Linked DNA regions of Zea mays: all the other regions are linked to region 3. A link is a contact called in public Hi-C data. All regions are on one chromosome and are shown on one strand. Each heading gives the region's core, a stretch centred on a gene start, on an enhancer-like site or on the middle of the called end of the contact. The rest is flanking DNA. Distances are from core to core; before and after follow the strand shown. Region 1 has its middle 9.2 kb from the start of LOC100285862. Region 2 holds the start of LOC100281112. Region 3 holds the start of LOC109943509 (trihelix transcription factor GTL1).

Evidence for each region. Hi-C and Micro-C count contacts between places; a contact is called where the count stands out from the background.
Region 1: a contact with region 3 is called in a Hi-C map of endosperm, with 2.6 times the contacts expected there. The contact joins the enhancer-like site here to the promoter of LOC109943509 in region 3. A contact is called at or near these places in 2 of 25 Hi-C or Micro-C datasets (endosperm and leaf).
Region 2: a contact with region 3 is called in a Hi-C map of endosperm, with 1.9 times the contacts expected there. The contact joins the promoter of LOC100281112 here to the promoter of LOC109943509 in region 3. A contact is called at or near these places in 2 of 25 Hi-C or Micro-C datasets (endosperm and leaf).

The regions. Positions count from the first base shown.
Region 1 is chr1:228,604,666-228,607,797 of Zm-B73-REFERENCE-NAM-5.0, forward strand. No RefSeq gene overlaps it. Among protein-coding and RNA genes, the nearest start is that of LOC100285862, 9.2 kb to the right of the region's middle. Within about 2 kb of position 1,561, at least 18 of the 20 cell types and tissues checked have an H3K27ac peak or open chromatin away from gene starts, as enhancers often do. A contact at or near this core is called in endosperm and leaf, where this site is marked.
Region 2 is chr1:229,338,649-229,341,978 of Zm-B73-REFERENCE-NAM-5.0, forward strand. It overlaps LOC100281112, which reads right to left and starts at 1,423. Exons shown (of 1, transcript NM_001154031.2): 1 at 1-1,423. The coding sequence starts at 1,063. It overlaps LOC100192620 (putative cytochrome P450 superfamily protein), which reads right to left. Exons shown (of 2, transcript NM_001137835.1): 2 at 2,374-3,330. The coding sequence ends at 2,964.
Region 3 is chr1:229,063,363-229,066,702 of Zm-B73-REFERENCE-NAM-5.0, forward strand. LOC109943509 (trihelix transcription factor GTL1) reads left to right here and starts at 1,462. Exons shown (of 3, transcript XM_020546729.3): 1 at 1,462-2,528; 2 at 3,246-3,340. The coding sequence starts at 2,122.

The DNA.
Region 1 (3,132 bases), core at 311-2,810, 460 kb before region 3:
ACTGGATTCGACCTCGGTGTGAGAGGAGGTTGACAACAGGACACCCTACGTACGCCTATTAAATGGGCCTTTTAAAAACAACTTTATAGGTAAAGCTCCTGAAAACCCAAGATAAACGTTGAAGATGGATTAAGCTAAAAGGTAAATAGTAGCTTATCCCAGCTTTACCTGCCATCATCAGTGAGCCCCAGCGTGCCCACACAAAATGCCAGATTTGACGCATACAAAACTAGGGCGAACGGGGTACAACATCATATCGGGATGAGGAAGAAAGAGTAGTGAGGAAGATCAAGAAAAGAGGGAAGAAAGAAAGAGACCAGTATATATAGCCATTTCCATTTGATTATATTTTCATCTACTCCTACCACGCGTAAAGCTGTTTTTTTTTACCAAAAGAGGACATAAAAAAAAAACTAGCACAGACAGGTTCAGTGGGAAAGCTACTCGTGAAGATTAGGGATGACAACGGGTAAAATATCCGCGGATAGTGTCTCTGGACATCCATATCCGCAATTTATATCCGATATCCGAACCCGTACCCGTACCCGTTACCCGCCATGGATAACAAACAGTATCCACATCCGTTACCCGCGGGTAACGGATATCCACGGATATATCCGTTTGCCCACTACACATACAAAATATATAAATCCAGCAAATTCAAACAATCAACAAGTCGTTGCATCTGGAATAACCTGTACTTGCATTTGGGTGAAAAAACAATCAACAAGTCGTTGCATCTGGAATAACCTGTACTTTACACCGGGACAGCCGCGCTGGAGCCGGGGACTGAGGGGAGGTAGCACACGCAGGGACTGAGGGGAGTAGGCCGCAGGCGGCCAGGCGCGCAGGGAGTTAGCGATGTAGGGACTGAGGACGAACTGCGCTGGGAGTCGGCGATGCAGGGACTGAGGACGAGCTGGAGATCTGCGCTCTGTGCCCGGGAGCCACGCAGGGAGCCAGGGACCCGGACCGGTAGCGGGCAGCGGCAGCGGGAGTCTGGGAGAGGTGAGATGGAGTGGGCGGCGGCGGTAGGAGTGGCCGAGTGGGAGAGGACAGAGGAGGAGAGAATGAGAGATGGAGGCCGGCTGGCCGAGCGAGGGCTTCGCTGGATTGCTGGAAGCTTTGAGAACGCTTGTGGCGTTGTGGGCTGTGGCGATGTAGGCCGTGGGCTTGTGGGACGGGTGTAATTTTAACGGATATTCGGGTATTTGAGTATGGATATTGATTTTTCGTATCCGTTTTAAAAATATCCGTGGATATCAAGTGCTATCCGTATCCGTATCCATGGATATAGACTCGTAACCAAAACCGTGTCCAACGGGTTTTTTATCCGCGGGTACACGGATAAATGGCATCCATTACCATCCCTAGTGAAGATAAACCTAGCTAGCAGTGGCGCCGCGATGAACGGATGATGATAGGAATACGATGAATGCCACGGACCTGCAAGTCTGCACGCACCCACGCGGCGCCCCGTGCCCCGGGTGTGGGTTGGTGGGGTGGGTGATCTCGACGGATTCGTTTCGGATTGCCTCCACGTACAGTACAGTACAGTACACGATGGCGCGGCTGGTCCACCAGGCCACCGGGCTTGTACGCTCCGAAAGCGACGCGCACCGGGCTTGACACGTAGACCTTACCCGAGCGCAGAAGTGGCGGCATATCTGCCGGTGGTAACGGTTACAACGTACAGTAAAAAACGTGCGTGGCGCATCTACACGTGACCGATGGCGGCGTGTAGTCGCAGCTCCACCCATACGCCATACATTACGACACGACTGACCCCGACCCGACCTTGTCTATATGCTAAGAATTAAACACGGTATACCTCACATACTGTACGGTTCGGCATAACACACCACGCACGGTTATGCCAAATAAGTAGTCTTAATGTGTTATGCCGAACCCCGAGGACCTAGTAGCCAGAGGGCCGCGTCGCGTGTGTCGTCACCGCGCACGCACGCTTGTTCCAGCCGAAATCACCCGCGCCATTAGGGCAATTAAATGAGAAATCTCTAAAGAGGTTTTTGGGAGACTAAGTGAAAACACAATATATATATATATATATATATATATATATATATATATATATATATATATATATATATATATATATATATAGTATTTAGAGCCCTGAGCTCTATTTAATTACAGGAAGCCCTGATCAGGTGTGCAGACCGCACCGGACCTTTTTTGGTTTATTGTACCTAACTGTGCTTACGCTAAATTATAATACGAGTTATGCTGATGTGTGTATTAGTTTATGCAAATATAGTCTGCGCATATTACGTGCATCAGGCCCACGATCCGGCCCACGCGTTCACAATTATTCAGTCCCACGCCGACACTATAAAAACACCCCCACGCCGCCAGGGATTAGGTTTTAGCGGCGGCGGCGGTTCCCTCGGGCGTGCGAGCGGCGGTGATCCTGGGGGCCAGCAGCGGTGTCGCCTCGAGGCAGGCGACCGATGGTGGCGCTCCACAGGGAGCTCGCCCGCCTCGCCGCCAGGTCCGTCGCGCGCCTGCCTGCTGGGGCTAGGCTCGGCGGGAGCGGAACCGCCGAGGAGGCCGAGATGGCCGCCGCGCTCATGGACGTCGCGGCTGCCAGCGCCGCCGCCTCCGCCGCCGTGTTCTCGGCCGTCGCGTCCGTGTCTGCCGCCGCGTCGTCGTGCTCGAACAAGAAGGCCCTGACGGCCTTCGTGGCTGCTGCCTTCGCCAAGAAGCCGGAGACGCCGACGACGGCCGATGTCGCGCAGGAGAAGCACAAGAAGCTTCAGCGATGCATCGACGAGTGCGAGAGCGGCAGCGAGGTGGTGTTCAGGAGCATTGTTCGGAATAGGGTTTCGTTGCTCAACATCCATAGTCCGGCGATCTAGAGAATCGGTCTCTCATATCAGTCGCCATCACAATTTAGTTAACGACTGTTGTATACTATGCTACATACATATATATACAGTGTAAATACACGTTGAAACAATAGAGAATAAAAATATATATGTGCAGTTGGAAATAACACAGAAATTCAGTCAGCATGTATAGCCCCAGGGTAAATTATTAAAACTGTACTACTGTAATCATCAGGAGGGCATTATTTAAATGTTGTATGATTTACGCTAAAATTCGCACTCA
Region 2 (3,330 bases), core at 173-2,672, 280 kb after region 3:
AGAGCTTCTCCTGCGCGTCCGGGTTCTTCACCAGCTCGGCCATGATCCACTGCAGCGCGGTGGACGTCGTGTCGGTGCCTGCGGTGAGGAATTCGGAGCAGAGGTTGGACACCTCGTCGTCAGTGAGCGCGCGGTCCCCCTCCTCGGGAAGCCTGATGTCGAGCAGCGTGTCCACGTACGAGTGCTCGAACGTCGTCGTCTCCTCTCCTGGCGCCACCGCGGCCGCGGCACCGCCTTGGTTCTTGACCCGCTGCTTGAGCACTCGGCGCGCATGGATCAATGGCACGAAGAGCTCCTTCTGCCGCTGTCGAGCGGTAAGCCCCTCCTGGAGGCGGCCGCGCAAGAGGATCCTAGCCAGTGCCGGCCAGAACGCGAGCAGGCTCGTGTTCTTGGCCACGAACATGAGCCAGCCGTACTGCGCGGACGCGATGGCGCGCACCGCGGGCTCGTCCAGCCGCTCGCCGAAGCACATGAGCACGAGGAGGCAGAACATGGCGTACCGGAACGCCTCCATCGCGGGGGGCGGCGCCTGGGCCCTCGCCTGCGCCTCCTCGGCCTCCCGCCCGAGCTTCTCAGCGAGCACGCGGCGCACCCACGCGCGCGCCGGCGCGAACAGCTTCACCCGCGACGGGTGCAGCGTCTCGGAGACGAGGTTGCGGCGCAGGAGGCGCCACACGGGCCCGTAGCTGGACCGCGAGATGGTGTTGCCGCTCTCCCCCAGGAGCGCGCGCGTGACCGCGGGGCGGTCGGCGAGCGCGGCCCCGCTCTCGACCAGGGCCGCGTGCGCGACGCGGCGGTCAGCGATGAAGACCGACAGGCTCGGCCCTGCCCGCAGGGACACGACGGGGCCGTAACGCGCGACGAGGCGCCGGAGCAGCGCCTCCACGTCGGACGAGTAGCGCCTCAGCAACAGCAGGTTGCCGAGGAACGGCAGACCCGGTGGGCCCGGCGGGAGCCGGGCGCCGTTCTTGCCCTTGCGGGGCCCGTGCCGCTTCCCGAGCAGGATGGCGGCGAGAGGCAGGAGGAGGAGGGCGGCGAGGAGTAGGAGTTGCGTAGCAGCCATGGCCAAATCTTCTTGCTCTGCTTTGCCTCGTCGTCGTCGGTCACCTGTGGTCTATACCGAGCTGGAGAGCAAGGAAACCTCACTCTCTCTCAGTACCTATCGACGTCATGGCTGATGGAAATAGATTCTTTTGGCATCTTTTTCTTGAACGGGTAGAGGAGATGACACCGGCATGATTGAAATCTGCGCCAAAACAAGATAGCGTTGTTTACTTAATGCATGGCGTGAACAATGAGCCCATTTCAAAAAAGAAAAAACAAGCAGTCCAATGCATAGAACACGGATCAGATATTCAGATCGTCGTGTGACCACCGGAGAATATTTTGGGTGGAGATGAAAGGGATCTTTGACAGAGCGGAGATATCTAAACTTTCATCAGGCAAGTGGTATAGAGCATGGTAATCAGATTTCGCAGCAACCACGAGTACAACTGTACTCTCACTGTACAAGGGTCTACTAGAGGCAGTTCGATTCCTGCAAAAATCGTATGCATTCCTCCTTGTTGCAAACAGCGGCTACAATGAAAAAGAAAGATAGCGATGATCACTCCGTCGATACTTCAGATTCAGATTAAAAGTAGCGTACTGAAAACGATTGTCCTATCACATTATTTTTTCCCCAGCCAATAGCAGTCTTTGAAGACTAATCCAGGGCTACTAAAAAATTATGGAGTTGTCTTCACGTGGACGTCACTAGCGATTGTGGAAGACTTTAGGCTCCATGTCTGAAACTCTGAATGCAGATTTGCAAGAACGGAACGAAACTATCCAGGTCCTGGAATAAGATTTCCAAGACCACTGGAACAAGAATTCCTAGACCATAGGAACAAACCCAACACATCATTTCGGTGGAACTAAAGCGGTAAGATGATCTACAAGTACAAAGCAAACTGGGCAATATCAATGCAGGTATCTATAAGGCGGGGGAGCCCGGGATGAACATTTTGCTTGCGCTTTAAACTCAAACAGACCCGTACGAGTCATGAGTATGAGCATACAACAAACAGTTAATTGTACTCAGGCCATTGTACATTGCACCAACCAACCAGTTACCAGTTCCAAAAAAAAATGCAAAAATATCAACCATCTAATACCCAAGCCCACAACACACTAATGGTTTGGTACAATATCAAAGAGGAAGAGCATGAGCGAGAGAAACTGGGCGGTCAAACTCCTCCCACAGAACAAAACCAGTACATCATATTCGTGGACATAGGAGTAAAAACAAGACGGCAACATCATGTACAAGTACAAAGAAAGTTGTACATACCAGTTTAAGTTATCCAACAGAGAGACAAGGACCAACATTTTGCTGTCTGCAACTCATTTTCATCTCCATTACCAGCACACACGAGCATACATACAGTTACTCTACTCTAGAGTCTAGAGGTTATACATTCCACCGACACCAACTCGCGAACATTCCAGTCCCTACTCACAAAAAGGGTATGTAGTTCCTACTTATACCAACAGCACTCTAGGTCGAACTTATGATGCCAACATGATGTACAAATACATTGAAATTTGTACATTACCAGTTTAGGTTATCCAACAGACAAACAGGGATCAACATTTGCAACTCATTTTCACCTCCGTTACCAGGACACATGAGCATACATACAGTTGCTCAACTCTAGATGGTGTACATTCCACCCGACACCAACTTAACAGCACTATTTACTCAACAGAACACTAGTTCATACTTAACCAAAAAGGGAAGCTATATAAGCGTTTGCACAGCACAGCTAGAGGCACATATCATGCACAATGCTTCTGAGATCTGGCCCCGGCTTAGTGTTGGTGGAGCTGAGCAGGGGCCAGAAGTCAGAAGCACCACACATCACGATGGGCCGCTGAGCTGTCTATACACGCATTACATGGCACAAACATGAGATGGCATATTAAGACCTGACCTCTGCAGCAACCTTGCCGCCGTTTGAAAACCTGAGATTACAAAGTAGTGCATCACGCCCTGTAAGCACAATATGGAAGAAGTTATCCACCCGCTTCGACAGCGAGTCCAACCCCAACTGGAGCCTTTCAGCGCTTTTCGACATCTGGGAGATGCAGTTCAGCAGTTCCTCTCTCCTTTCCAAGCAACTGATATCAGTGACAACACCAGTGTCCTGCTTTGTGTTATCATCTTGGTGTCCTCTGTCAATTATTTTCTCAGGCGCCATCACTTCCCTTGTATGGCCAATGGTCTCGGTATCCTCCTTGATATCAGCTGTACCAATTCCTCCTTCTGTAGTAATACTTTGCAGCATG
Region 3 (3,340 bases), core at 212-2,711:
CTAGTACCTGTATCGAGTGACCATAGCGGTGTCCCAATGCACCTCAAAGCCCCCCTGTTCTGAATTTTAGAACCATGTGAAATGAAGGCCAACACTAACTTAAGCGGGGAATGATATAATTGGGGTGGTTAACTTAATTAATCATCCAGATTTTTATGCCTAATCATTGAAAAGGGCCACATGAGCATTTATTATTACCTGGAAAGTGAGGGATTAACCACAACATGCCAATGCATGGCCATTTTTATACTCCCCTGCTCCACTTTGGCACGCATCTAGCCCCACGCTTTGCACATGACTCATGGGCCCGGTGGATGCTTTGGTCCCACAAGCCAGTGGCGTTATCCTTCACGTCACTTTGGTGGGGTGGATTTGGGGTGTGGGGGGATTGGGGGTCCGCGTTAATCGCCGTGCACGTTCTGCACCTCTTTCGCTCTCCGGGAGGGCCCACATTACAGCTGTTATAATGTGGTCTTGTCTGCCTCATCACAGCCCTATACTGCCTTTATAGTATCTGTTTTGTTTTCTTTCTACTCTAACTAGTTTTGTTTTGTATGTATAATTGTTAAAGTTTATTTGCTATTTTATCTCATCTGTGGATTTTCGTCTACAAAATGAACCTTGGGTCAAGGTAATTTGTTTTGATGCCCCCCTGATTGCTCTAACGGGGCGTTTGGATCCCTTCATTTTAAAGGAATTGGAATTCACTCAATAAAGTAACTTATTTAGTTTCGAATTTGGCATTCCACCACTTTCCAAAGTTCAGATATAAGCCTATCTAAAATTCATAGGGTGGAGGATAGGAAATGATTTTATGCATGATTAGAATTTGTTTCTAATCTGTAACTTACATGACACTCTTCGTTCTACTCCTCTATAATAAAAATGTAGCACATAAATATCTAGGACATCTTGCTAATAATAGTATACAAATATATTTTGTATAAAAATGAATTAGCTTAATTGATATATGCATAAATTACTATTATTAGAATGGAATTCAATTCCAGTGATCCAAACGGGGCGTAATAGTCGTTGCACCTTAGGTTAGTTGCCACCACATAGAGCAGCTAGTTAGTATTATATTCTTTGTAAATATGCATAACTTTTATTGTATATTTACCGGATGTTATTATACGTATAGTTACCATGGGCACAAGATAACATCCAAAAATTACTGTATTTCAAGCCCAGTAATAATCTTATGCATAACAAATGACTACCGCGTATTAGTATGTAGCAAAATAACTAAGATGATCACAGAATCCAACATATTCCTTCATGGGGATTGAGGTAGGGGAGTTCTGTAGAGAGGGTATTTGTGCCCCTCTCCCTTTTATTACAAGCCTCCCCCATCTCTCTCACCCCTTTCTCACTCATCCCACAGTTTCCAGCACTCCCTCCCTGTCTCTCCTGCCTCACATGCTTCTCTCTCTACCATTTTTTGCCCCACACTCCTCTCCCTCTCTCCTCTGTCCTTTTGGTTTTTTACTAATAAGTTGTATTAGGCAGGGAGGTAAAGCCCCCCTGACAGCGCAGCATCTTGTTTGTTTTATCTCCCACATCATCCCTCTCATCATCTTCTGCACACCTCTCCATCTTTCTATCTCTCTCCTGCAGCAGTACTCAACATTTCTCAACTTTCATCTTCTCTCTCCTTCACCCTACATACCCCCATCGTCTTCCTTACCCTCATCACAGATATCATATTCTCCTCATCTTTCTCTCTCCCATCCTCCCTATTATTTATTGGAGGCTACTTATTGATGGTATCTTAATTATTTTTCCTCTCATCTTCCTCCTCTTGAAGGAGTACATTTTATTTTTGCCAGCGTTCCTGTAGTACTATTAGTGCTTCCTCCCCCTTCTTCTTCTCTGGCTACTTCCTTCTTCTGCATCTCTTTCCCTTCCCCCCCCCCCCCCCCCCCCCCCCTCTCTGGCCTCCTTCCCTTCTCCATACTCTTATCCCTCTGAGGTCCGTCTCTCCTCTTCCCAGTTGTCCTTGCCTCCCACCTTTTTCACCTACCCCTCATGTACTGATCGTCTCACGACCTCCATTCCCCCGTGGTAACACCGGGCGACGTGCACAAGTGCGCGTGTGCGGGAGCAGGTGCTGTTAGCATGCAACAGCAGCAGCACGGGGGAGGAGGCGGCGGGGCAAGCGGTGGAGGCCCAGCGCAGCAGTTCGGCGCACAGCAGGTGGAGATGCCGCCGCCATTCTCGCCGGCCGGCGGCGCCGGGCAGCGGATCTCGCTGGCGGAGGCGCCGTCGCCCATCAGCAGCCGGCCGCCGGCATCGACGCCGGCGAAGCAGTACGACGAGCTCGGCGCGTCCGGCGCCGGCGCCGTGGGCTTCGACGCCGAGGGCCTGGCCGCCGCAGCAGCTGGCGAGGAGGGCGCCAGCGGCGGCTCGGCGGGCAACCGGTGGCCGCGGCAGGAGACGCTGGAGCTGCTCAAGATCCGGTCCGACATGGACGCCGCCTTCCGGGACGCCACCCTCAAGGGTCCCCTCTGGGAGCAGGTCTCCAGGTACGTAACTAGCTAGCTGAATCGCTCGCCACGCCGTACGTCGTCCCGGCGCGCCTCCGCAACGGAATTCTCGTCGGCGGGATGCTGCATGAAATCTCGTCGGCCTTCCGGGACCGGCCCCTGGCGCCGATTTGGTTAGCAGGCCCAGTTAATTAACTACTACTTACCCGGCTAAAGAACACTTCTTTTGTGCTTTTTTCCTTACCCATCCTTCACGAGAACAGTGGCTTTTTCCATTTTAAAATAGCTCGATATCGCTCTCCTTCCCCACTTTTCCAGAAAAAGAAATCCGCTCTGGTGTTTTACCAATCTCTTCGTCTCTCCGATAGGCAGCACTAGACACGAGCAGCAATATTGTTCAGATCCAAAGGCATCGATCCCAAACTTTATCTATTTGGCCTCTGAATTTCTCGCAAAAAAATGGGAATTTTTATTCGCAGTTTCTTCCTCCTATGTGCTATGCATTCTTCTTGGGATTTACCACTGCTAGTGCTGCATGCATGGGTGTATGTGTGCATATGCCTTTCTTTATCTTTTTCCATGGGTACCCAAATCGAGTAAAATTCTACTACATGCATGCAACTTTCATGTGAGGGCTACAGTTGTTGCGTGTATGGTTGAAATTTGTGGTGGTTGGTGGCGGCGGGACGCCATTGATAAGGCAATTAAGCTTCTTGTTTTTGTTGCTAAAATGTTGATCGATGCGGTGGTTGGCAGGAAGCTGGCTGAGAAGGGGTACAACCGCAGCGCCAAGAAGTGTAAGGAGAAGTTCGAGAACGTGCACAAGTACTACAAGCGCACCAAGGAGAGCC